Linked DNA regions of Sus scrofa: all the other regions are linked to region 3. The links are chromatin contacts, called in public Hi-C and HiChIP or PLAC-seq maps. All regions are on one chromosome and are shown on one strand. The core of a region is the stretch at or near the end of the contact, and the rest is flanking DNA. Distances in the headings are between cores, read along the strand shown.

What was found. A called contact is a pair of places that touch in the nucleus more often than the background predicts. HiChIP or PLAC-seq counts read pairs in DNA pulled down with a chosen protein or histone mark.
Region 1: a contact with region 3 is called in an H3K27ac HiChIP or PLAC-seq map of skeletal muscle, with 4 times the contacts expected there. The contact joins the promoter of SYNC here to the promoter of ZBTB8B in region 3. A contact is called at or near these places in 4 of 47 Hi-C or Micro-C datasets (embryonic fibroblasts, epiblast stem cells, omental adipose tissue and 1 more) and 2 of 2 datasets of contacts at active chromatin or transcription factors (alveolar macrophages and skeletal muscle).
Region 2: a contact with region 3 is called in a Hi-C map of liver, with 2.1 times the contacts expected there. The contact joins the promoter of RBBP4 here to the promoter of ZBTB8B in region 3. A contact is called at or near these places in 1 of 5 promoter capture datasets (fetal skeletal muscle), 5 of 47 Hi-C or Micro-C datasets (brain, embryonic fibroblasts, epiblast stem cells and 1 more) and 1 of 2 datasets of contacts at active chromatin or transcription factors (skeletal muscle).
Region 4: a Hi-C map of fetal skeletal muscle shows a contact between it and region 3, with 2.9 times the contacts expected there. The contact joins the enhancer-like site here to the promoter of ZBTB8B in region 3. A contact is called at or near these places in 21 of 47 Hi-C or Micro-C datasets (adipose tissue, alveolar macrophages, brain and 12 more) and 1 of 2 datasets of contacts at active chromatin or transcription factors (skeletal muscle).

What each region holds. Positions count from the first base shown.
Region 1 is chr6:89,022,006-89,028,163 of Sscrofa11.1, reverse strand. SYNC (syncoilin) reads left to right here and starts at 1,857. Exons shown (of 5, transcript XM_013999124.2): 1 at 1,857-2,000. The coding sequence starts at 1,948.
Region 2 is chr6:88,984,493-88,990,646 of Sscrofa11.1, reverse strand. RBBP4 (histone-binding protein RBBP4) reads right to left here and starts at 3,555. Exons shown (of 12, transcript XM_013999126.2): 1 at 3,255-3,555; 2 at 2,540-2,687. The coding sequence starts at 3,270. It overlaps ZBTB8OS (protein archease), which reads left to right and starts at 3,648. Exons shown (of 7, transcript XM_005665186.3): 1 at 3,648-4,172. The coding sequence starts at 4,076.
Region 3 is chr6:88,852,363-88,858,448 of Sscrofa11.1, reverse strand. ZBTB8B (zinc finger and BTB domain-containing protein 8B) reads right to left here and starts at 2,136. Exons shown (of 4, transcript XM_005665201.3): 1 at 1,970-2,136.
Region 4 is chr6:89,087,060-89,092,910 of Sscrofa11.1, reverse strand. KIAA1522 reads right to left here. Exons shown (of 8, transcript XM_021095815.1): 8 at 5,071-5,851. YARS (tyrosine--tRNA ligase, cytoplasmic) reads left to right here. Exons shown (of 14, transcript XM_013999119.2): 11 at 362-459; 12 at 1,297-1,490; 13 at 2,544-2,685; 14 at 3,949-4,789. The coding sequence ends at 4,059. Among named protein-coding and RNA genes, the nearest start is that of YARS, 29 kb to the left of the region's middle. Within about 2 kb of position 4,525, at least 6 of the 83 cell types and tissues checked have an H3K27ac peak or open chromatin away from gene starts, as enhancers often do. A contact at or near this core is called in fetal skeletal muscle, where this site is marked.

The sequences.
Region 1 (6,158 bases), core at 608-3,107, 170 kb before region 3:
ACATGGAGAGTTGGAGAGGGTGTTCTAGGCAGAAGGGGACAGTAAGAGCAAAGCGAAGGCCTAGAGGTGTTTCTGAGACCCTGGGGGATTCACAGTTTCAGCCTGAAGAAGGGCACACAGGGAGGTTAAGAGGGGTTACAGAATTCAGTTTCGGGAACTGCCTGGTGCCAGGTCCTGGGTTGGGGGTTGGAGGGGAAAGGATAGCCCTTCTTAATGCCACTCTTGCTGCCTGTTGCCTAGCACCACAGCAAACAGTGCTGCTGGCAGGCCTGGCCCTTGCTCCCTCAGCACCCCTCTGACTGGCAGCAACTGTCAAATGACCAGCCACGGAGGCTTTGCCAACCTCCTCCCCTGGAATATTTTAGAGGTAAGTCAGAAAATGACCAGCAGCCTCCAAAACCCAACTTTTTCTCGTGCATACCTTACAAGGGTGTATTTGGCTGCCCTTGGGTGTTAATCTCCCACCCCCTTGCATCAGACAGAGAGATATAAATATACCACCGCAGGCAGCACTCATAACCTGGATAAATGACTCGCACCAGGCCCTGGTCACACACAGACCCCACAGACGACTCTCCACACATCCGCTTGCGAGCGCCCCTGATGCTCTCACCCTTCAGTCCTCAAGTCACTTCTAGGCACAGTCACACACACACACTGTATACACGCCCCTCAGCCCAGTCACGACAGCCACAGCATGGCCACGCCAACACTCCACAACCAGCACCAGCACTACTCAAAATCACCGCCGCCTCGCTATACAGTCACACGCTCCTATGCCCACTCACAGGCATGTACCCCGCCCCCCAGTCATCACAGGGTCACGCGTGGACACACAATGCCAGTCTCCCCGCCACACTCCATACGCACAAACACGTGGCGTTCATACAGTCGCCAGCAGGCACAGAGATCCCAACACACAGCCCACATGCGTTCAACAGAGCCGCACTGCTGCCCCACCCCCACCCCTCGCTGCAGGCCTCTCTGATTAAAGACATCCAGCCCCTCCGCTTGTTATGGTGCACAGCATTCTTCTGCGATTGAGTCAAAGAGCTCCCCAGACAGAGGGGCTAAGTGGAAAAAAGGCATCAGGAGGGAGAATGCCGGAGGCCCAGGTCTGGAAGGGGCCAGACAGCTTCTCGCTTAGGGAGAAAGCAAGCCTTCAGTGTTTAAGTTTGATCCCCACACTGGTGGACTTCGAACTTGGGGAAGGGGAGCGCGCCTTGGAGTGGACCGCACTGCGGGCGGGGGTGACAGGTGGAGCAAGCGGAGAGACCCCAGGAAACCTCGCAGCGCAGGGGCGGAGAGCGGGTTAAATACGGACTCAACCTCAGAGGCTCCAACCCTCCCGAGCAGTCCTCCCACCGCCCTTCTCCAGGCTCCCGACTGTCCCCAAATGGACGGGGTGTGGCGTTACCCCTCCTCCTCCAGCCCTTGGCGACAGCTGCGGGGCACAGCTCTCAGGCGCCGGGGGAATCGCAGGGCGGCGGCGGACACCCCTGAACTCCTGCGGGCGGCGGGCGGGGTGCTGGGTCCCTCGAGGTCCCCAACCCCACACCCAGCCCCCTCCCGGGACGGCCGGGCAAGGCAAGCGCTCCCCTGGAGCTGCAGAGCCACCTTCCTCCCCGCACCCCCGCAGCTAGGACCCTTGAAAGGGAAGGGTGGAGAGAGAGAAGGTTCGGGAAGACCTAGGGATGGCCGGTTTTGGAGACGCCGACCCCCCATACCCTTCTCCCCCGGCTGGTCCCGGGAGGGGCGGCCTCTCCCCGCCCCTGGGCCGCGCGGCCGCTCCCTCCTCCCGCGGAGGAGCCCGGGCCAAGTGGGCGCGCCCGGCCCGGGGCCGGCGGGATCCGGTGTCGGCTGCAGCTGGCAGTGCTGCTGGCGGGCGCGGGCGGCCCGCGGGGCCGGCTATTAATACCGCGGCCGCCCAGCCCGGGTCGTGCAGCCATGGCCAGCCCGGAGCCCCGGCGCGGCGGGGACGGCGCCGCCCAGGCCGCGAGGTAGGAGCGTCCCGGGCCCGCGTCGCCGCCTCTGGGGAGGGGGTGCCGGCGGGATCCCCTCCCCCCGCGAGCGCCTGTCGCCGGGGCGGGGGGCGGGGCAGGGGTCCAGCCGGGGTGGGGCACGGGGCGGAGCCACCGGCCAAGGGAGAGCGGGGAGTCCGGCCTGGCCAGCACCTCCGTTTGTCTGGGGCTTTTTATAGTCCCCCCTCCCCCTCCCACGGGCGGCGTGAGGGTTAACCCCTTTACATTAGAGGGCATCAATCGTCAGATGCCCTTCGGCCCACAGGGGCCAAAGACGCTACCCGTTTTCTTTCATTCCTCACCCCAAAGGCAAGTGGAGATGGAGGCCTCCAGCTGCTGAATTCGCCCTGTGGAAGATGCTTGGTGCAAGGTTGGGCAGCGGCCAGCTTAGAGTTGAGAGTTCAGGAAGCTCATTCTCTCTGGTCCAGGGCCTGGCATGGTGTGGGGGCAGGGTCTCCTGTCCTAGACCCGCAGGAGGGCCTTGGCTGGCCAGGAGCCCTGGAGGGGAGGCTCTGTCCCTCCCTCCCTCCCTCCATCCATCCATCCCTCCATCCATCCTCATAGTGAGCTTGCCACTGGTTAGGGGGAAGGGACCTGTGGCTGAAGGGTTTGAGGTGAGGAGGCAGCGTTTCCGCCCCAGGTTAGCCTGTAGCCCTGGACTTCCTACTGTACCAAGAGGTAGAGGTGCAGATACACACACGTGACGCCCCTCCACTGTCACAGTTTGACACATACACTCACTTGTACTGCGGTACCCACATGTGGGTACACACGGAGCCAGCCACACACCAACTCAGGCCTGCACAGGGTCACAAACACTCCAGCCATAGCCTTGCTGGACAGGGTAGGGAGCTGCTGGAATACTTGAGGGACAGGGACGGAGTGGCAGAGGTGGCCCAAGGAAACCTGAAGTCAGGGGTCACAGCTGAGCTGCCTCCCTTGCCCCCTACCTCCCATCATCACCTTTTTCCCCCAGCTCCTTAGAGAGAGGCAGCTGTGTGAGGGCAACACCTAACAGAGGCCTGGCACTGTGGGTGGGGTGACCGAGGCAACATGGTGTGTGGTAACAGCGCTGCCTGCGAGTCAGGAGACCTAGGTTCTACTTCCAGCTTTGCCACTTGACCTTGGGCAAGTTTCCCCCTTGGATCTCAGTCCATTGCTGCCTGTCTTCTACAGAGCCCCACCCTGGGGTATAGAGAAAATAACTGCGCTTGTCCTTAGGAAATGGACTGTCAGGGAAGATAGACCCAGGCACTTCCATAATACAAAGCACTTAGTGCAAAGATGAGCTGCATACAAAGTGCCTTGAGAACACGAGAATGCAGGTTGTCTGGGAGATGCTTCACAGAGGAGGTGGAGTTTGAGCAGGGCTTGAGGGTATGTAGAAATTTGTTAGCTAAATAGATATAAATATATTTTGAATGCCAGGGCCAAGCTCTATTATATCTGCAGTAACTGTTTGACTTCTTTCAGACCTCATGCCTATTCTAAGAGGAGAGTGATAAAAAGGAGCTCTGGCTCTGGAGCCAGACTGCCAGCCTTCTCTAGGCTCCACAATTTACAAACTATAGAACTTGGAGATTTTTTTTTTTTTTTTTCTTTTTAGGGCCACACACGCGGCACATGGAGGTTCCCAGGCTAGGGGTTGAATCAGAGCCACAGCTGCCGGCCTACACCACTGCCCCAGCAACAGCAGATCTGAGCCGCATCTGCAACCTATACCACAGCTTATGGCAACGCCAGATCCTTAGGCCACTGATTGAGGCCAGGGATCAAACCCGCAATCTCATGGTTCCTAGTCAGATCATCTCCACTGCGCCACCATAGGAACTCCAGAACCTTGAGATCTGTAGTCCGCTTTGGTTTCCTCATCTAAAAAATAGGGATAATAGATGAGCATTGTATAAAAGAGTATTCTGGTAAAAGAGTACTCATCTAAAAATTGGGGATAATAGATGAGCATTGTATAAAAGAGTATTCTTGTGCCTGGAACACAATTACATCATTCCAGGGTGGTGGGATGAGCAGCCAGAACATGGTATGAGGGCTGTCTGCTGGGAAAGCAGGGACTCTGTCGAGGATCTGGGTAGGGCTGACTGGCTGAGCAGGTGCACCCTTCCCAGCACTAGGAGATCTACCTTTCCAGGTAGTAGGACTGTTCTCTAGTCAGGTGGCATATAGCGAGCTATATTTTCTCAGCTGGTCTCTTTAGATACTGTGGGCTAGGAGTAGGGGGTGTAAAAGTTAACACATGTTGGAGTTCCTGTCGTGGCTCACTGGTTAACGAATCCGACTAGGAACCATGAGGTTGCAGGTTCGATCCCTGGCCTTGCTCAATGGGTTAAGGATCTGGCGTTGTTGCCATGAGCTGTGGTGTAGGTTGCAGACGTGACTCGGATCCCGCGTTGCTGTGGCTCTGGCGTAGGCTGGTGGCTACAGCTCCGATTAGACCCCTAGCCTGGGAACCTCCATATGCCGTGGGAGTGGCTCAAGAAAAGGCAAACAAACAAACAAAAAGTTAACACATGTTCCAGATCATCAAGCACTGGGTAGACTGTGGGGAGTAATGTGAGATGAGGCTGAAGTGTGTTGGGGCCACATGGAGAAGAGCTTTGAATCTTTGCTAAGCAGCTGGCTCTCTATGGGTGAAGTGGAGCAACATGGTTTGCTTTATATTACGGCAAGCCGCAGCACTGTCAAAGATAGACTGAGAGGAGAAGGCTCGTGGGAAGGCTGGTACAGAAGTGCAGGTGAGAAGTGATGACTTGGACAAGGGCCCGGGCAGTGGGGTGAAGAGGGGGGTGGAGAATGGAGACTTTCTGAGATAGAAATGTCATTTCTCAGTGAGTTTGGTTGTTTCAAGACTGCTTGTCTCATCAGCCTGGTATATGGTGACGTGTTTCTCTGAGCTGGAAAATACAGGCGTAACAAGCTCAGGGAGAAGGATGGTTTGGTGGCAGATGAGTTTGAGGGGCCAAGTAACATCAGCTAAAGATGTCTAAAAAAAACCCACTCCATCTCTGGCAAAGGGACGTGAATGGACTAGGTGATTGTTGAGTTGTCTTCAGGCTTTAGGTTTCGGTGCACCCAGTGACGTCTGGAGCCTGGTGAAGCCACATATTTTGTGGTTTCTAGAGAGCCACCAGGAGATGCAAAAGGGAAGCCAGGGCTTCCTGGAGTGTTAGAGAGGAGGATGGAGAACACAATGATTTAGAATAAAAATAATCTTTGCTAGAAACTTGGGGGTAAGAAACAGCACTTAAAACTTGAACACAAGTAAGCCTTTTCAAGGCAAATAAATCAAATTCTATGATATGTGGGGCTTTTCATTTACACTTTCTATCAAAAAAAGTTTATGGAAACCACATTCAGATACTCCAAATGCACCAGTTATAAAACAGACCGCATTTCTTTCTTTTTTTCTTTTTTTTTTTTTTTTGTCTTTTTAGGGCTGCACCTGCAGCATATGGAAGTTCCCATACTAGGGGTCAAATCAGAGCTGTAGCTACTAGCCTACACCACAGTCACAGCAATGCCACATCTGAGCCATGTTTGTGACCCACACCACAGCTCACAGCAATGCCAGATCCTTACCCACTGAGTGGGGCCAGGGATCAAACCATCATCCTCATGGATGCTCATTGGGTTCATTATTGCTAAGCTGCAAAGGGAATTCCAAGAACCATTTGAAACAGAAAATACTGGGAGTTCCTGTTGTGTGGGTTAAGAACCCGAACCGGCTAGTATCCTTGAGAATTCAGCTCTGACCCCTGGCCCCACTCAGTGGTTTGAGGATCCCGTGTTGCCACAAGCTGAGGCATAGGTTGCAGGTGAGGCTTGGATCTGATGTTGCTGTGGCTGTGGTGTAGGCTGGCAGCTGCAGCTCCGATTTGATCCCTAACCTGGGACCATATGCCACTGGTATGGCCCTAAAAAAGACAGGGGGAAAAAAAAGGGGATCATAGAACTCTAGTTTAAGAGCACTTGCTGAGCTCCATGCTCCAGAAAACAGCCAGCAGCTTACTGTAGAGAAATGCCCTTCCTCACGGGGCTTAGGTCGGAACAGCAGATGCCTCTCTTATTTACCCACAAGAAAGCCAGACACAGACCCTAAAATGCCCATTCTTTGTCTCATAA
Region 2 (6,154 bases), core at 2,306-4,805, 130 kb before region 3:
CAACTCCCTGTAAGTATTTCTTACCTTGACCAAATAGTTATAATTACTTTGAGGGAAAAGTTTAATGGAATAAAATATGAATTAGGAGTTCCCTGATGGCTCAGCAGGCTAAGGATCTGGCACTGTCACTGCTGAGGCATGGGTTTGATCCCTGGCTTGGAAACTTTTGAATGCTGCAGGTGTGGCCAAAACATAAATAAATTTTAAAAAATATGAAATAACTACTCACCCTTTACAAGGTGGAAAAGAAAACCATTGCTGGGTATACTAACACTTTAGGTTACTTCATCAGGTTAAGGAAGAAAAGGAAAAGGAAATACTATAAAGTAGCAAGCTACTAAGATAACAGCACAGATTCCAGCCTTAGGGAGTTTGGTCTTGTTCACTACTTTGTAAATCTAGCTAATCATATTATGAAAAGCTCAAAAAAAAAAAAAAAAAAAAAAAAAAGGATTCCACAATGATTTTTAGTAGGTATGAGGTGGCTAATATTCGGAACAAGAATACGGTATATCTGGAATCACCAACTATTTCTCAAGTACTCTGCCACAAGTTCCTAGGTGGTTTGAACTACTGAGAACTGACAGAAATGATGCCACTTTCCCTGAACTCAAGTAATTCTGAGTATCAGCTGAATAATGTGAACTACTGGTCATGATAAAGCAGCTTCCAACTCTAAATTCCTAAGTACTTATTAACATATGTAGGACAGGACTCCCCCCTCCCCCACTTTTTTTGCTCGCTTAGGGTCACACCTGTAGCACATCAAGTTCCCAGGCTAGGGGCTGAATCAGAGCTACAGCTGCCAGCCACAGCCACGCTCTGAATCTGAGCCACATTTGCGACCTACACCACAGCTCACGGCAACACTGGATCCTTTAATCCACTGCCAGGGGCAGGGACTGAATCCACATCCTCATGGATACTGGTTGGGTTCGTTACTGCTGAGCCACAACGGGAACTCCAGATTTCCCCATTTTTAAAAAGCTACTACGAAAGTAGCATGCTCATTAAGTTGGCAATGAAATTTCTATAAAATTTCTATTACTTGTTGAGCTGAAACATAGGCCAACAACCACATTTTACAAATATCTTGACTCAAAAGACCTGAGTTCTGAAGGAACCTAGTTATTTAGCATACATATAACTTTCAGCTGTTACTCTGAACACCAACAGTTTTGTAATAAAAAATCCATTATTCCCCCAGGCACGCTCAGTTTGTTAAAGCTTTATACTACTTAAAGTCACCTTCCTTTTCACACTGTCACTTCCCACTGAAAGCCTTTCCTGATATTCCAAGTTGAGATAATTTTCCTTTCTCTGATCATTTTATCTTTGCCACTTTCATAATTATACCTGCCTATTCACTAGACTTGAAAGCAGGTACCATGTCACATTTACCTTTGCATTAACTAACTAGAAAATACCACTGACTGCCGAGATTCAAACATTTTGATGTTAAAAACTGAACTCATCCTGATAGTTTCTGAAAGCTGACAAGTTTTACATTACCATTTGGTCAACTACAGCTATAATCCCACTATTCAATTCAGTGTTAGGAAAAGGAAACATCTCCCACACTGCTGGTGGGAAAGCAAACTGGTGCAGCTATTATGGAAAACAGTATGTAAATGCCTCAGAAAACTAAGGATAGAGTTACCATATGACCCAGCAATCCTACTCCCCAGTATATATCCAGACAAAACTATAATTCAAAATGATACATGTACCGCTATGTTCACAGCAGCATTATTCACAATAGCCAAGACATGGGAACAATCTGACAGATGAATAAAGATGTGGTACATATATACAATGGAATACTACTCAGCCGTAAAAAGGAAGAAATAATGCCATTTGCAGCAACCTGGATGCAATTAGATGATCATACTAAGTGAAATCAGAAAGAGAAAGACAAATATCATTTATATTGGAGAGTCTAAAATATGACAAACCTATCTACAAAACAGAAACAGACTCAGATATAGGAAATAAATTTGTGGTTGCCAAGGGGGTTGGGAGAGGGAGCAGGAGGTGGGGGTTAGCAGATGTAATAAGCTAGTCTACACGAAAGTGGTAATAAACAAGATCCTACTGTATAACAAAGAAAATTATATTCAGTGTCCTAGGAAAACCATAATGGAAAAGAATATATATCCAAAAAAAAGTGTACACAGGAAACTGTGATTGGGTCACTTTGCTATACAACAGAAACCGAAGAAGCATGGAAAATCAGCTGTACTTTAAAAACATAACTGAATCACTTTGCCGTACAGCAGAAATTTACACAACATTGTAAATCAGTACCTCAATAAAAACAAGTAAATAAAAAGAAAACATCAGTATGTTCTCTCTTATATGCTAAACTGCAAAATAATTTTACATTTTGCCTTACTTTCTGGCCTAGGAAAAAAATGTCACCAATAGGCTTTGATCACGTGTCCTCTACGGGTGACTGGAGAGAGGAAAACAGGGAAAATCAATGTGAGAAATCTACACTGAGGACACAACAAAACAGCATTCGAGAGATTCCTATCACCTGGTTACATCTGGAAGCCACTGTGCAGTTAGGCTGGGCCACTCCAGAGCATGGGTCATCACCAAATCGTAAAGAAAAGGGGTGTTCTTTTTCCATATTTTGTACTCTTCGTTGATCACACGTTCTTCTACTGCGTCATCAAAGGCTGCTAAAAAATTAAGAACAAATTAAGTTAGCGACCACAAACGGAAACCGAGTAAACACTTCCAAAGCTACCGTCACGGCTCCTGAATCCTGATTCTGAAATGGAGATTAGTCTAGATCTCCCGGAGGCGCAGGCACCACCACCGCTCTCCAGCTTCGCCGGGCGGGAACTGCTCGGGTAATCCCGACCAGACACTCCGTTAGCCCTTCGGGCGACGGCGCCCGCCGTCGAGCGCACAGAACCGACGGTGAGACCGAGCACCGACCCCTGCGGGTAGGGAGAGCGGCCGGGAGGACCCGGAGAGAGGCAGGTAGACCGACGGGGAGCGCGGGAGGGACCAAACACCCCCCCCGAGGCCACCACGGCCAGCCTCACACCGCTGCGCCGGGCCTCCGCTCCAGAGGGGCTGGCGCGCCATGAGCCCGCCCCGCGGGGCGATTTTTCCTCACGCCTGCGATGGCGGGGACGGCCCTAGGCAGAGTCTGGCCTGCCCCCACCGTTAGGCCGCGTTGAGGCCGCGGCGCAAGCCTGACTCCTCCCGCCCTCCTGGGGCGGCCCCGGCACCCTCACCTTCCTTGTCCGCCATGGCGTACAGGCAAGCCGGGGGGATCCTGGGGCAGAGCGTTGCGAGAGGGGCGGGGAGGCTGCGAGCGCTCCTTCTGCGCGCGCGGCCTCTATTGTTTCCTGCTGCCCCTGCGTGAGGGCCGACTCGCGCACCTTCGCGCCAACATCGGCCAATCGGAGTGCGCCGAACGTCGGTGTGGGCGGGGAAGCCGCGATCGCAGCCTATCCAGACGCGCGGAGCAGCTTGCCTCCAGGCCCAGGCGCGCGCTCTGCCCCTGCCCCCACACGGCCCCAAGCCGACTTCCTCCGATCACGCGCGCGCGCTCGCGCGCGCGGGAGTAGTAGAAGTGCACCCGCCCGGGGTCACGTGAGAGGTTTAGTCCGCACGCTTTTGGGGGCAGCCATTTTCGTGAAGGGTGTTAAGCTAGCGACCCCTTCAAAGTAGTACTTTAGATGGGAAAATGTAGGATGCTTCCGGGTCTAGTTATCTATTGTGGGGCTAGGCGGCAAGAAAAGGCCTCTATCATTCAGATCGAAAGGTGTCTAATTCGTGTCCCTTATTCCACGTCCTCCAAATTATTTGTTTCCTTAGTCGTAGGAAGAACTATTAAGCAAGAGCAGAAAGTGGGTCCTTCGACTTTTAATGATGTGCTCCAAACCCTGGGACACAGAACGGAAGTCTAGAAGGATTAAGTACCTCCCAGGGAATGGAGCCCTGGTCCTTTAAGGGTGTGCCAAGGGGCGGAGTCTAGAGCGGAAGTTATAAGTCAGGGCCGAAGTCCAGCTGAAGAAGGGCGGAAGCTGAGTTTGGGTCCAAAAGCACAATCATGGCGCTGGAAGGGGAAGATTTTAGAGATTACAATTTGACTGAGGAGCAGAAGGCGATCAAGGCCAAGTATCCTCCAGTCAATCGGAAGTACGAGTGTGAGTAGGTGTCTCACTTCTCTCATTACCTGGGGCTTCTGGCCTCGCCTTCCACTTTGTCCCCTACGGTACTTCCGGCACGTTCCCTTTTAGCCCTGTTTGTCTCTTCTGTGCTTGTCCCGCGGATGCTGAAGGGAAAAGCCACCCGGTCTGAATCGGAAATCTGGGCTTCCACATTTAGTCTTTTGAACTTTTTCTACGTGTGCCTATTCACGCTTACTTTGTGGGAATTTTATTGGTGTATTAATTCTAAACACAACCGTGTTTTCAAGCGTTTGCGGAGTTGTCGTCTCCTAAGAGTGTGGCTAGGTTAGGGGACTGAAAGCTCTCAGTAGGGAACTTCTAACTTGGTGTTTTACCTGTATCGTGTTAGTAAAAAGACCTGGTTTTGCCATATTTAGTTAAGTGACTTTAGGCAAATCACATAACCTTTCTTTGCATTCAGTTCCTTCATGTGAGGGATAATTGAGATAAAAATAAATGTGAAAGTGTAGTGCAGACTCTGAAGTTCTATATAAACCTTAAGCTATCATCCCTAAAGGTGGCTGTGGTCTGGGAAGGACTAATCTGACTCTAATATCCCTGCTTAAAATATTTCATTAAATTCCCCTTGTCTTCAGTATAGAATCCAACTATTTACCATAGCTTACTAGGCTTAGTTCTTTCTGGACCCTGTATGTCTCCCTACGCTCATTTTTCTCTCACTTAGCAATTTTTAAAAATTACTTTTAATAAGTTCTATACATGATGCCAAATTCAAAAAGTACAGGGAGTTCCCACTGTGGTACAGTGGGTTAAGAATCTGACTGAAGTGACTCAGGTTGCTCTGGACGTGCAGGTTGGATCCCCAGCCCAGTGCAGTGTGGAAACCAATCCGACTAGGAACCATGAGGTTGCAGAGTCAATCTCTGGCCTGGGAACTTCCAGCCCAGATTTCTAGCCACCTAGTCTTTGTCTCCAGATCAGCCATTCTTAACATTTTCTTATATGTACATGTAGAGATGGACATTTAGTTTAGTTAACCACTTTCTAATTGATGGACATTTATGTTTTTATTCTTTTACAATTGGAAACAATGCAGCAGTGAGTATACTTGTACATCCATTGCTTGGCACCTGTGCAAGTATATCTGTGGAATAAATTTCCAAAAGTTACATTGTTTTGTCAAAAGGCAACTGCTTTTTTTTTTTTTTTTGCCCTCCCCTCCAGCCTGTGGAAGTCCCTGAATCAGGGACTGAACCTGAGCTACAGCAGCAGCCCAAGCTGCTGCAGTGACAATGCAGGATCCTTAATCTGCTGAGCCACAAGGGAGCTCCTGCATTTTTAACTTCAGCAGTTATTGCCAAATAGCTCTCCATTGAAGTTGTGCCTGTTTATACTCTCCCCAGCATCTTTTCTCATACTTTTGCCAGTTTACTGTTACCATACTTTTTGGTCTTTTCCAGTTTGTTGAGTGTCTTGTTACACTAATTGCATTTTTCTCACTATGAGTGAGGTGGAACATATTTTCGTATGTTTGGAGCTATTTGTGTTTCCTTTTCTGATATGTATATTCTTTTTTTTTTCCTTTTTTTTGCTTTTTTTATTAGGGCTGCACTCGCAACATATGGAGGTTCCCAGGCTAGGGGTTGAGTCCAAGCTACAGCTGCCAGCGTACACCACAACCACAGCAATGCAGGATCTGAGCCATGTCTACAACCTACACCACAGCTCATGGCAATGCTGGATCCTTAACCCACTGAGTGAGGCTAGGGATTGAACCCGAAACCTCATGGTTCCTAGTCGGATTCGTTTCCATTGCACCACAACAGGTACTCCTATATTCATATTTTTTAATCCATTCTTCTACTGGGTTGTTGGTCTTTTTTACTATGTAGAAATGTACTTTTTAAATTTTTTTTGGTTTCACGTGTGGCAGAGGAAATTCCAGGGCCAGGGATCAAACTGGTGCCATAGCTGCAGCCTGAACCACGGCAGAGATA
Region 3 (6,086 bases), core at 887-3,386:
ATATATAGTTATAACAATACATTGTTACATCTTTCACTGTGTGTGCACATATTGCTTTTTTTTTTTTCTTTCCTTTTTAGCAAAGAATAAAAAGTGGAGGGATTAAGGAGTTGGTAAATCAGGGAGATAAATACCTAAGTAGGTAAAGTACTTTTCAACTTGTGGAACGTTCTTATCTACAGGGTATCCTCCCAGGCACTTGCATTTTTCACTGGAAGATGCTACTTTTCAGCAATAGTGCCAGAAACTCATTTCCTCTGACATTCTCTCTGCAAACATTCTGAATTCCACCTGGTCATCTAAACACTCCCTGACTTTGCGAAAGTCTATCTACATACTTTGTTCAAATGTTTCTCCATGGGAGTTCCCGTCGTGGCGCAGTGGTTAACGAATCCGACTAGGAACCATGAGGTTGCGGGTTCGGTCCCTGCCCTTGCTCAGTGGGTTAGCGATCTGGCGTTGCCGTGAGGTGTGGTGTAGGTTGCAGACGTGGCTCGGATCCCATGTTGCTGTGGCTCTGGCATAGGCCAGTGGCTACAGCTCCGATTCGACCCCTAGCCTGGGAACCTCCATATGCTGCAGGAGCGGCCCAAACAAATAGCAAAAAGACAAAAAAAAAAAAAAAAAAAAAAGTTTCTCCAATCCTGTATTTGGCATACAGTATGGAAATATTTATTCACATCAATCCCACTCGCTTTTGTCATTCTGCATCCCTGGGACATGCTGAAGATCACCACTTCTCCTGGAAAAGAAGCTCTTAGGGTACATCACTCCCAGAGGCACATTTATCCAGTCTAGCAGTGACCCTCCCAACCTTCCCATGGTTCAGTTCAACACTTATTGGCTACATGCAATGCCTGACACAAGGAAGATGCCAGAAATAGAAAAATGAACCAAGTACAGCCTGTCCTCCAGGAGAGGGCAGATGCCAACACCACCACCTGCAACAAACTCCCACACTCCCCTGGGGGGATCGCTGTCTTCATTCCAGCGCCAGAAGCAGCTTTGAATTCCACCCACTCTTTCTGACAACGCTCCTCCAGTCTCACCAACAGAATAATGAAAACCTGCTCATCAATTGTTAGCATTTACTGAGCACGACTCCTCATGAAGCACTGTAAGAAGTACTTCACAAGAATTAATTAATTTTAACCTCACTATAACCCGGTGCAATAGATAAAATCATTACATCCTCTTTTTCAGAGGAGAAAATTGAGGTTCAAATTACAGATAACACACTCAAACTAGGATTGAGACTGAGCTTGGTTTGGGTCCAGAGTTGACGTCCTTTAACTACTATGCCAACTGGACTTCCTGAACCCTCCAGAACGCTGTGAGAAGAGCTGGGGAAGTCATTCACTCCTTTTCCCCAACGCACGGAGTGGAGGGGAACGACTCGGAAGAAGAGTTTCCACTCCCACAGAAAGTATTTCTGGATCAACTTCATCTTTGATTCACCGGTTAAACTCGCAAAACAAGAGGATGCTCCCCCTCATCTGGAGTCTGACGACCCTGCAGAAATCACGGGAACCGGTTACTGGACACGATCTTGGGCCCTTGAGTGTGGGAACCGAGGCCCTGTCCCTCCCATGGCCTCTCTGGCACAAAGTGACCAGCGCCGCGACGGTCACTGCCCCAGTCTGGCCGAGTCTTTGCGCCCGGGTATCTTCAGAACGAGCGCGCGCCCAAACCACCAGCTGAACGACGCCGAGGCTGAAGGCTGCCCAAAGTCTGGGAAAGCGGAGGACTTGCTGCCCCGCCGCCCCTCCCCATGCTGGAGGGGAGGGAGGGGATCGGTCATCGAGGGCAGCTTCGCACGGGGGTTCGGGGAGTCGCCGGGGCCAGGTGGTCCGAGGGAGGCCGAGCGAGGAGTATCCCCATCCGCTACCCCCCATACCCCCCACCGGGTGCCCTGAATGCTCCCCAAGCCAATGAAAACCTCAGCGAAAACCTGCTTCTCAGCTCTCACCTTCCGGTGTGTTCCAGCCGCGCGGCCGCCGAGCTACGCGCAGCGACACGCCCCCCTTTCATTCACCTGTCGCCCCCTCCAGTGAGAGGCGAGGCAGCTGACCAATCATGGACGCTCCTGGGCTCAGGAAGGCGGATCCTTTGGCCAGCAGGTTGTTCAATGGCGCCGGTGCCCGCTCGGGAGGATGCGCTCTGAAGGCTCCAGTACTCGCTGGGTGATGGGAATTGTGGTCTCAGTGTTCATTTTTTCCAGTAAAGATACTGTGGACGAAACTACAAGTACCAAGATGCCAAGAGGGGCAAAGATCAGTGCTTGTAAAAGGCTGGAGATCGGTTCTGTCTTCTGAGACCAGCTCGAGGGACCTGCCAAGTATCAGCCTCTTTGTCCGGAGAGCTAAAAGCACGTCGTGCATATTAATACAGCCTGGAGAATAAGATCTATAACCTGTCAGTCCGCACACTTTTTACAACTGCCAGCGCTCTCCGCAAAAATTCTGGAAATGAATAAAATGATTTCACCTACTCAACAGGTTTTTCTTGAACACCTGCAACACTCTCTTCCCTTGAAAGGCTTTCAGATTTGTATTTACAAGTGAAATTATTAAATAGCATTACCTACATGTTCTTAAGTAATAGTACAATCACGTTCTGAGAAGGCTGTGTAAGAGACAAACCAGGTTACCACTCTCAGAGACCTTAGTTCTAATGGGGAGGGGGATGTATTTGTTTGCTAGGGCTGCTCTTAACAAAGTACCGCAAACTGCTTAAAAAAAAAACAGAAATTTATTGTCTCACTATTCTGGAGGCTGAAAGTGCAAAATCAGGTGTAGTCAGGGTTAGTTCCTTTTGAAGGAAGGAGGTCTGTTGCAGGCCTCTCTGGCTTATAGAGGACCATCTTCATGGTCACATGGAGTCCTCCCTGTACACATTTCTGTGTTTAGATTTCCCCTTTTTATAAGGACACCAGTCATATTGGATTAGGGGTTCACTCTACTCCAGTATGCCCTCATCTTGATCAATTACATCTGCAACAACTATTTCCAAATAAGGTCATATTCTTTTTTTTTTAAATGATTTTTAAATTTTTTTTCATTATAGTTGGTTTACAGTGTTCTTTCAATTTCTACTGTACAGCAAGTGACACAGTCACACATATATACATTCCAAATAAGGTTATATTCTGAAGTACTGGGGTTAGAATTTCAACATAGGAATTGGGGGAGTGATAGGGGACACAATTCACTCCATAATAGGGAGAGATGGCCAATAAAACTTTAAACAGGAAATAAGAGAGTTCCCTGGTAGTCTAGTGGGTTAAGGATACAACACTGTCACTGTTGTGGCTCATGTTCAATCACATGCCATGGGTTTGGCCAAAAAAAAAAAAAGGAAATAGATGAAGTACATGGCAAAAAAACAGGGTAGTGAAACAACAAAGAATGATTCGGTGGCTAGGTTAGGTTAAGGGACAGAAATGGCCTCTTTGGTTGAAGGTATTTCAGCTGAGACCCTAATTAGGAGGAATGAGCCATGCTAAGATTAAACAAAAGAGTATTCCAGGCAGAGGAAGAATTAGTACAAAGGCTCTAAAACAGAAATAAGAGGATAACCCCCGGGGAAGGGGGGTGGATGACAGACAGATGAGCTTAACAAACACGCAACCTGTGCCATCCCATGAAGCCATACTCTCAGAAAGTCCCCATCTTGATTTAATGTGCACTAGCTTAATTGCCCTCTTGCAATTCTTAATAATTTTTTAACATGGGAGCCCTATATTTTCATTTCGAACTGGGCTCCAAAATTATATAGCCAGTCCAGGTGACAGAAAATGTGAAGATAGGGGAGCAGAGGCCAGATCACATAGGGATTGGTAGGTCAAGTTGAGGGGTTTGGATTTTTTATTGTTTTTAAGTGTGATGAGATAGCTTTGAAGGATCTTAGGCAGGGTAGAGATACGATCTGATAGTAGTGGTTCCAGTAAAAGATGCAGAGAGCTGGGCTTAGGGTAGAAGTGGTAGAGATGAAGAGGGCTGGTTTAGAATATATTTTAGAGCTCGGCAATGATTAAACTGCAGTTCACGCTAAAGATAACTTGGATGATCTAGATAAAGATAATTAAGGAGTGATGGGAGTTCCCGTTGTGGCTCAGCAGGTAACAAAACCAACTAGTATCCATGAGGAAGCCGGTTCCATCCCTGGCCCTGCTCGGGGGGTTAAGGATCTGGCGTTGCTATGGCTGTGGAGTTGGCTGGCGACTACAGCTCTGATTTGACCCCTAGCCTGGGAACTTTCATATGATGTGGGTGGGCCCTAAAAGTAAATAAATAGATAAAATTTTTTTAAAAAATAAAAAAAATAAAGAGTTGAAATGTCAGCCAGACACCATTATATAATCCAGCAGAGAAAAGCAGTTTACCTGTCTCTTATAAAACCAAACACACAGAGAAGGACAGCAGCAATTATACATTTTCTTTCAGGGTGGCTCTCCTTGCCACCCAGTTCCCAGTGACCAGCTCAGGTCTCAAGAACATCTGAGCCTCATGGCAGTGGAGAAGTCATCAGAAGGGAGGCAAAAAGACAAACAAACAAACAAAAAAAAAAACTTCAATAAAAAAATAAAAATAAAGGGGCTTTTTAGGGCAGCCTTAAAGAAGATACCTCTGACCATGAGGTATAGAGACATATTTTTTTAATGTACATTTATTTATTTATTTTTTGTTTATTTATTTATTTATTTATGTCTTTTTAGGGCCTCACCCACAGCATATGGGAGTTCCCAGGCTAGGGGTCAAACTGGAGCTGTATCTGTAGGCCTACACCACAGCCACAGCAACATCAGGTCCGAGCTGCATCTGAGACCTATACCACAGCTCAAGGCAACGCCGGATCCTTAACCCACTGAGCGAGGCCAGGGATCAAACCTGCATCTTCGTGGATCCTAGTCAGGTTCATTACTGCTGAGCTGAGATGGGAACCCCTATAGGAGAAATTCTTATGATCCCTGGATTTGATATGGCCTATTGTGGAAAGTACTATTTCCAGACCAACAAAACCTTCTGTATTAAATGTCCTGAACCTCAGTATATTATTCAAGGTTCAGGTATAGGAAGGTGACTAGTTTAAACAGAAAAGGGTTCATACAAGGAATCAGGTAACAAATTCTTGAGAAGGCTAGAGAAGCAGACCCTGCAGGAATGACTCCAAACTGCCCCACCAGGGTAGCTTCAGCCTTTGCTCAATCAGGAAGAAGTCAGGAAGCCACCACTGTACCTGCTGAGTTTAAAAATATGCCTCTGCAGCTGCAATCCATGGATCTGAAAGTCACCATCACCATCGCTGCTTCCAAAACAGCCTCTCAACACCCATGAGGCTAGCGACTGGGACCCTGGGACCCACCTTCAGAAACTCCTCACACCTCCACTGCATGCTCACCCTAAACATTAAGTAGTGGGAAGGTGGCCCCCACCTCTCTTCTGCCTTCCAAACTTGGCCATGGCATTTTAATTTTCCAGTTTCTGCAGCATGAGAACATAAGAGGAAGATAAGAAAGGATGCTCGGTAGGAGTTCCTGTTGTGGTTCAGCGGGTTAAGAACACAACACAATGTCCATGAGGATGCAAGTTTGACCCCTGGCCTCGCTCAGTGGTTTAAGGAATCCGGCATTGCCATGAGCTGTGGTATAGGTCGAAGATGCTGCTGGGATCCCACGTTGCTGTGGCTGTGGTGTAGGCTGGCAGCTGCAGCTCTGATTCTCCTTATGCTGAATGTAAAGCTGCATAAGGAGAAAAAAAAAGGAAGGAAGGAAGGATGCTTGGTTCCAATCCAGCACACCCAACACCACGGATGGCACAGTACCATGATACTGAATCTAAAACCTAGGAGCTCTAAAGCAAAAGAGAGAATTAAAAACTCTCAAGTGAGGACTTCCCATCATGGCGCAGTGGAAATGAATCTGACTTGGAACCATGAGGTTGCAGGTTTGATCTCTGGCCTTGCTCAGCGGGTTCAGGATCCAGCGTTACCGTGAGCTGTGGTGTAGGTCACAGAAGCAGCTCAGATCTGGCATTGCTTTGGCTGTGGCATAGGCTAGCAGCTGTAGCTCCAATTAGACCCCTAAC
Region 4 (5,851 bases), core at 3,276-5,775, 230 kb before region 3:
TCCGCATGCTCCCGACTGGCTGTTGGTTGGCCATCCACGTAACCATGATGCTAAGATGTTAATATTGGTAGGTTTGTGTGGCCGTCTCAGAAAAGGCTCAGGACATGTATGTGGAATTTGTGAATGGTGGCAAAGCTACACGGGCCCCTTCCCTCCCCTCCAGCCCAATACCTGAGGGAGAGAGAGATGAAATCTGGCCAGTCACTTCTCAGAGGCCGCTGTTCTCAAAAAGGTCTAATTCAGTGGGTAGATTGTGGGGATTCTGCACTAAGTCCTGCTCGTGTCCTCATTTGGTGGAATCAGCCACTGGCCTGCTGTGGGAAGGAGGAGAGTTCGAGCCTTGGGTTCTTCTCATCCCCAGAGCCAGTCGCCAAAGGCCCTGCCAAGAATTCGGAACCAGAGGAGGTCATCCCGTCCCGGCTGGACATCCGCGTGGGGAGAGTCATTAGTGTGGACAAGGTACTTGTTTTTGACCACGTCCTAGAGAGGCAGACAGGGGTCAGGTTTGTCTGCTTCCATCCGGAGGAAACCTGGCCCGGGATGGGAAGTAACATCCCTGAGGTCTTAGCGCAAGTTAGAACCCCGGCATCTCACTCCAGGCATCAGGCTTTCCTTCTGCTGACTCTGGACCTTATGCAACCAAACAGCCAGGAACTCCGAGTACGGAGCGGATGTTAGAGGGAGCTTTGTTTATCCATCACATCCAGTCTGATGGACTCACCTGGTCCCAGCTTGTCTGGACTAGCCGCAGGCCTTGTCTCGCATCAGCCACGTTGTCCTTCCCTCTCCCCACCCCAGAACATGGTGAAGGGAGAAGGACTTCCCTTTTCCCACAGACAGGCGGTTATGCAACCAGGGGCCTGAGATCAGTAGTCTGGGTGTTTTTTCCTCTCTGTACTGATTTGCTTTTCACCATGTAGACCAACCACCAAAACTGCCCTGAGAGCTGCCGGTGCTCTCTGACAGTGGAGCCAGCAGCTGTCCTCCCCCGTCCTCCATCCTCTGGGATTGGGCCTGCCCTGGCGCACACAGGGCCACCCGGCAGTTCAGCCATTTTAATCTCTGTCGAGGGTTCCTTCCACCTCAGACACAAGTAATTAGGCTCCTGTTACTCAAATCTGGGCCCCTCTTCAGGGCCCCTTCTCACATCTGCTGTCTGGACCTGGAGAGTTGGCCCTAGAGGGTTCCTCCAGGGCCTCTGTAGGGAGGGGATGGTCCTTTCTGAAGTCAGAGGGTTCACCAGGCCCCGCGATCTGTTTCTGTTGTGATACATCTGAGACCGGTGTCTTGCCGCAGCACCCGGATGCAGACAGCCTGTATGTGGAGAAGGTTGACGTGGGGGAAGCTGAGCCTCGGACTGTGGTGAGCGGCCTGGTGCAGTTTGTGCCCAAGGAGGACCTGCAGGACAGGCTGGTGGTGGTGCTGTGCAATCTGAAACCCCAGAAGATGAGAGGAATCGAGTCCCAAGGCATGCTTCTGTGTGCTTCTGTGTGAGTGAGGACTTGGGGTGGGGCCAGGGCCTGGGGAGGCCGGGAAGAGCCGGGGCTCAGCCCACATGATGCCTTCCGCGTGCCAGCTGCGGGCCTGAGAACACTACCCAGAAGATAATGCATGGAGGAATTATTTATTGTACAAGGACATGCGGAAGCACTTTACCTAAAGTTAACTTTATTAAGACAGAAATTGGAGTTCCCGGAGTTCCTGTCGTGGCACAGTGATTAACGAATCCGACTAGGAACCATGAGGTTGCAGGTTCAATCCCTGGCCTTGCTCAGTGGGTTAAGGATCCTGCGTTGCCATGAGCTATGGTGTAGGTTGCAGACGAGGCTTGGATCCCCCATTGCTGTGGCTGTGGTGTAGGCCAGCGGCTACAGCTCTGATTCGACCCCTAGCCTGGGAACCTCCACATGCCGCAGGAGTGGCTCAAGAAAAGGCAAAGAGACAAAAAAAAAAAAAAAAGAAAAGAAATTGGAGTTCTCTTGTGGCTCAGTGGGTTAAGAACCCCATTAATATCCATGAGGATGTGCGTTCAATCTCTGGCCTTGCTCAGTGGGTTAAGAATCCATCATTGCCACAGGTCATCTGTGCAGCTCGGATCTGGTGTTGCCATGGCTGTGGCGAAGGCCAGCACCTATGGCTTGGATTCTACCCCTAGCCTGGGACCCTCCCTGTACCATGGGTACAGCCCTAAAGAGACAAAACAAAGCAACAGATTGAAGATTCAAAGCTGTGTGTATGCTCAAGTCTCACTGCTAGTAAGAGGTAAAGCCAGGATCCGAACCCAGTTATTGGCTCTTGTGTCATACTTCCTCCCCAGAAAGCCCAGAGTTTGGACTCTCTCCTGACATAGGATTTCCGTTTAGCTCAGGTGAACCCAGTGCCGGTGATGTAGAGACAGTACAGCAGTGAGGAACTCCTGGCTCTGGCGTGGAGGGTGCCCTGAATCCCACTAGGGCCCTGGTCAAGGCCTGGTGCTTTGGCCTCGATGGCAGCGGGACGCCATCCACAGCCTCACTGTTCTCTTGTCCTGTGTATCTTCCCAGGGAAGGGGTAAGCCGCAAGGTTGAGCCTCTGGACCCTCCTGCAGGCTCAGCTCCTGGGGAGCGAGTGTTTGTGAAGGGCTATGAGAAGGGCCAACCAGATGAGGAGCTTAAGCCCAAGAAGAAAGTCTTTGAGAAGCTGCAGGTAACGAGCTGCTCTCTTTCTCTCTTATCCGGGCTGCCTGTGTCCCCAGACTGCATCCACAGGAATCCAGAGGAAGCTGGGCCTTCCTGCGTCTAAGCCTGCGTCTTCCTTCTTTGTTCCAGACCTTTCAGATGAGGTGCCTGAGGAGCCTGTGGGCCCTTGCATGTACTCAGACTGGCAGGCTGAGGCTCTGTGTGAGGGACTTGACACATTTCCTCATCTGCTCTGCAGTCTGTGACAGGAGACGATCCTCATTTCACCTGCCAGGAGACCTGCCAAGCCACACGGGTCACCAGAAGTGCCGGGGCCAGGACCAGAGCCCTCCCGGGTCCCTCCTGCCCACCTTGACCTTAGAGCTCCCATTCTTTCTTTGCCCTGAAGGGCGCTGACGTGCATGGCCTGCCCCGAATTCATTCATGCCTTCAGCACACGGCGAGCCCAAGTCACTGTTCTGGGTGCTTGGGCTACCTCCGTGAACGTACACATTCACTCTTCTCGTGGAATTACCACCACGTGGGTGACTTTTTCTAGTTTATGCCTTAGCTCCTCGGCTAGACGAAGCGCTGCTTCTGGAGGGCGTTTAGAGTGGTTTCTGCCTCTCTCCATCCTCCCGCAAGTGGCACACGGCTTTGTCTCCTCTGTTCTTTCCTAGTTTTCCAAGCTGGTTCTTTGACTCACTCATTTTTTTCTGGCTATAAAATGAGTTTTCATTGTATAAATGTCTAAAATGTAGGGGAAAACAAAGAAAAGAAAATATCCATCGTCCTGCCACCCAGAGATCCTGGAAAATGTCATTAGTGATCATTTCCTTCTGCACTTTTTCTCTGCCCAGCAGTAATAATATAGTTTCAGTTTGAGGTATTACCATGGGTTTATTCTGCTTTTTTAATTTACCTTTATGCCTCAAAAATGTCCCCATCTTTTTAAGTATTGAGGGGGGAACCTCATCACGTATGTGGTGGTATATCATAATTATCATCATTTAACCAAAACTTTATTAGATGTCGAGGTTAAGTTTTTCCCTCTTAGAGTGCACTGATGGCTGGCCTAGTTCTTTGTACTTGTTCATGATTATTTTCTTAAACTAAATCCCTAAAAAAATGAATTTAGCTTAGGCAAAAGACACCTCAAAGTGAAAGCTTTTCACAAACTGCTCTCTTAGAGCAGCTGAGTTACTTTATAGTACTAGTAGTATAAGAGTCTTTGTTTTCTTGCAGGTCCACCACCATCACTACATAATCGCTTTTTGTTTTTCTTGTCCAGGCTGACTTTAAAATTTCTGAGGAGTGCATCGCACAGTGGAAGCAAACTAACTTCATGACCAAGCTGGGGTCCATCTCCTGTAAATCGCTGAAAGGAGGGAACATCAGCTAGCCAACCCTGTGTCATCCTTTCTCCCGTCATCCCGAGTCATCTGCCGTCTCCTTAATTTGCTCCATCCATCCATCACCCATTTACCCATCTCTCAGGACACTGAAGCAGAAAGTTTGAGACTCTGATAGGGGCAGGACTCAGTAAGGGGCAGCTCAGCCTCCCCAGAATCCAGGATCATCCTGTGTGCCTGCAGGGAGAGGCTGGCCTGCCAAGTAGTGATGAGGGCAGGGGAGCACGGGAGTCCAGCTCTGCCTTCTACCCCTGGCAGCTGACCTGAGAAATCTGGTTTCAATATAATAATGTAACTCAAAAAGTTTATGCCACAGTCCTTCTAATTGGAAAAATATCGGTTGCCAGTTTTCCTAGAGTTCTCCCAGCAGCTGTGCCTCTGGCTGGGAGCTGTGCCTGTACTGGGCTAATTACAGCCTCTCCCCAACAGGAAACTGTGGGATTTGAAAAGGAAAGGGAAGGGAAAACAGAGAACCTAGTGGTCTACCAAGTGGTTGGCAGCTTTCCCCAGTGCCTGCCAGCCCTGAGGCTTTGCTCCTGGAATTTTCCTTGATCCTGCTGGGTGGGGACCCTCCCTAAACCAGCTGTGTGTTGTTAACATCAGAATTAGGGTGGGTGGCACAGCCTGGGTTTTCTTAGGGAGGGTGGGGGTACTTCTCCATCAATCAGAACCACTAAGCATCACTGTCATGAATTCAAATAAAACGTCTGGACAAGGATATGTGGATGGGACCGGTCAGTGAGCTGGAACATCTCAGGAGGGAAGCACACAGTGTGTAGCAGCTTCTGGGCCCATCGCCCAGCCGAGGGCTGCTTGGATCTTGGGCTTTTGACCCTGTAAGGGGGCAGGCAGGGGCGGACGAGGCCGGACAGAGGACACCTTAACACTGAAAGGCAGTGTTAAACAGAAGAGGCTCGGTTTCCGGTCCAAAACATTCTCCCTTCGAAATGTGGGCCCAAAGCATTGCCCTACCCTGCCCCATTAAGCAGCAGCAACCACAGCCAAGTTTTAATCATTTAATTATTTAACACCTTCAAATGAAACCCACACAGAGTTCTTCCATGTGTCTCACTCCAGCTTCAGGGGAGAGGGAATGAATTGCTTATATAGACATATCAAAGACTCAGAAATTTAAAGAAATATATATATATATGTATGTATATATACATACTTCTCTAACATTTTTATGGAAAGTAAAAATCAGAGGCTTTTGGTCTCCATGTGCACTAGGTCAAGCTCATCTGCCCCAGAGGCCAAAGAAGGGCTGCCTCTTCCCGAGACCCGCCCTTCTCCTTTGTACTCCGTCCCACCCTCCTTGTGGGGAAACCAGCTCGGAGGATTCTAACTGAAGATAAGGAGCTCAAGTACCACAAGGAGGGCTGGCCCAGAGATCCAGAAGGTGGGCACCCTCCCACCTCCAGCAGCTCTGAGGCTGCTGCCAGGGCCTGGCATCCTGTAAGCTTTGGCCTGGTCCTGGTTCTTGGTTCCCCAGGGGGTTGAGTCAGGAGCTCTGAGCATAGCAGTGCTTCCTGACCGTCCTCTTTCCCCACCTCACTGGTCAGGAGCAAGACATGCCCAACAGCAGCTCTCCGTTACCCAAAGGGCAAGGTAGGAAAGGGGTTATAGCTACAGGGAGAAGACGGTGAGAGAGAGCTCTCAGCCCACATCCCCTGTTCCTAGCTTTTGTCCTGGGAGGGGGTCAGCCTCACTTCTGGGTAGAGGAAAAGCAACTGAAAGCAAGGTTCCCTGCCAGTCTTAAGCCCAAGCCACTGTTGTCCTCAA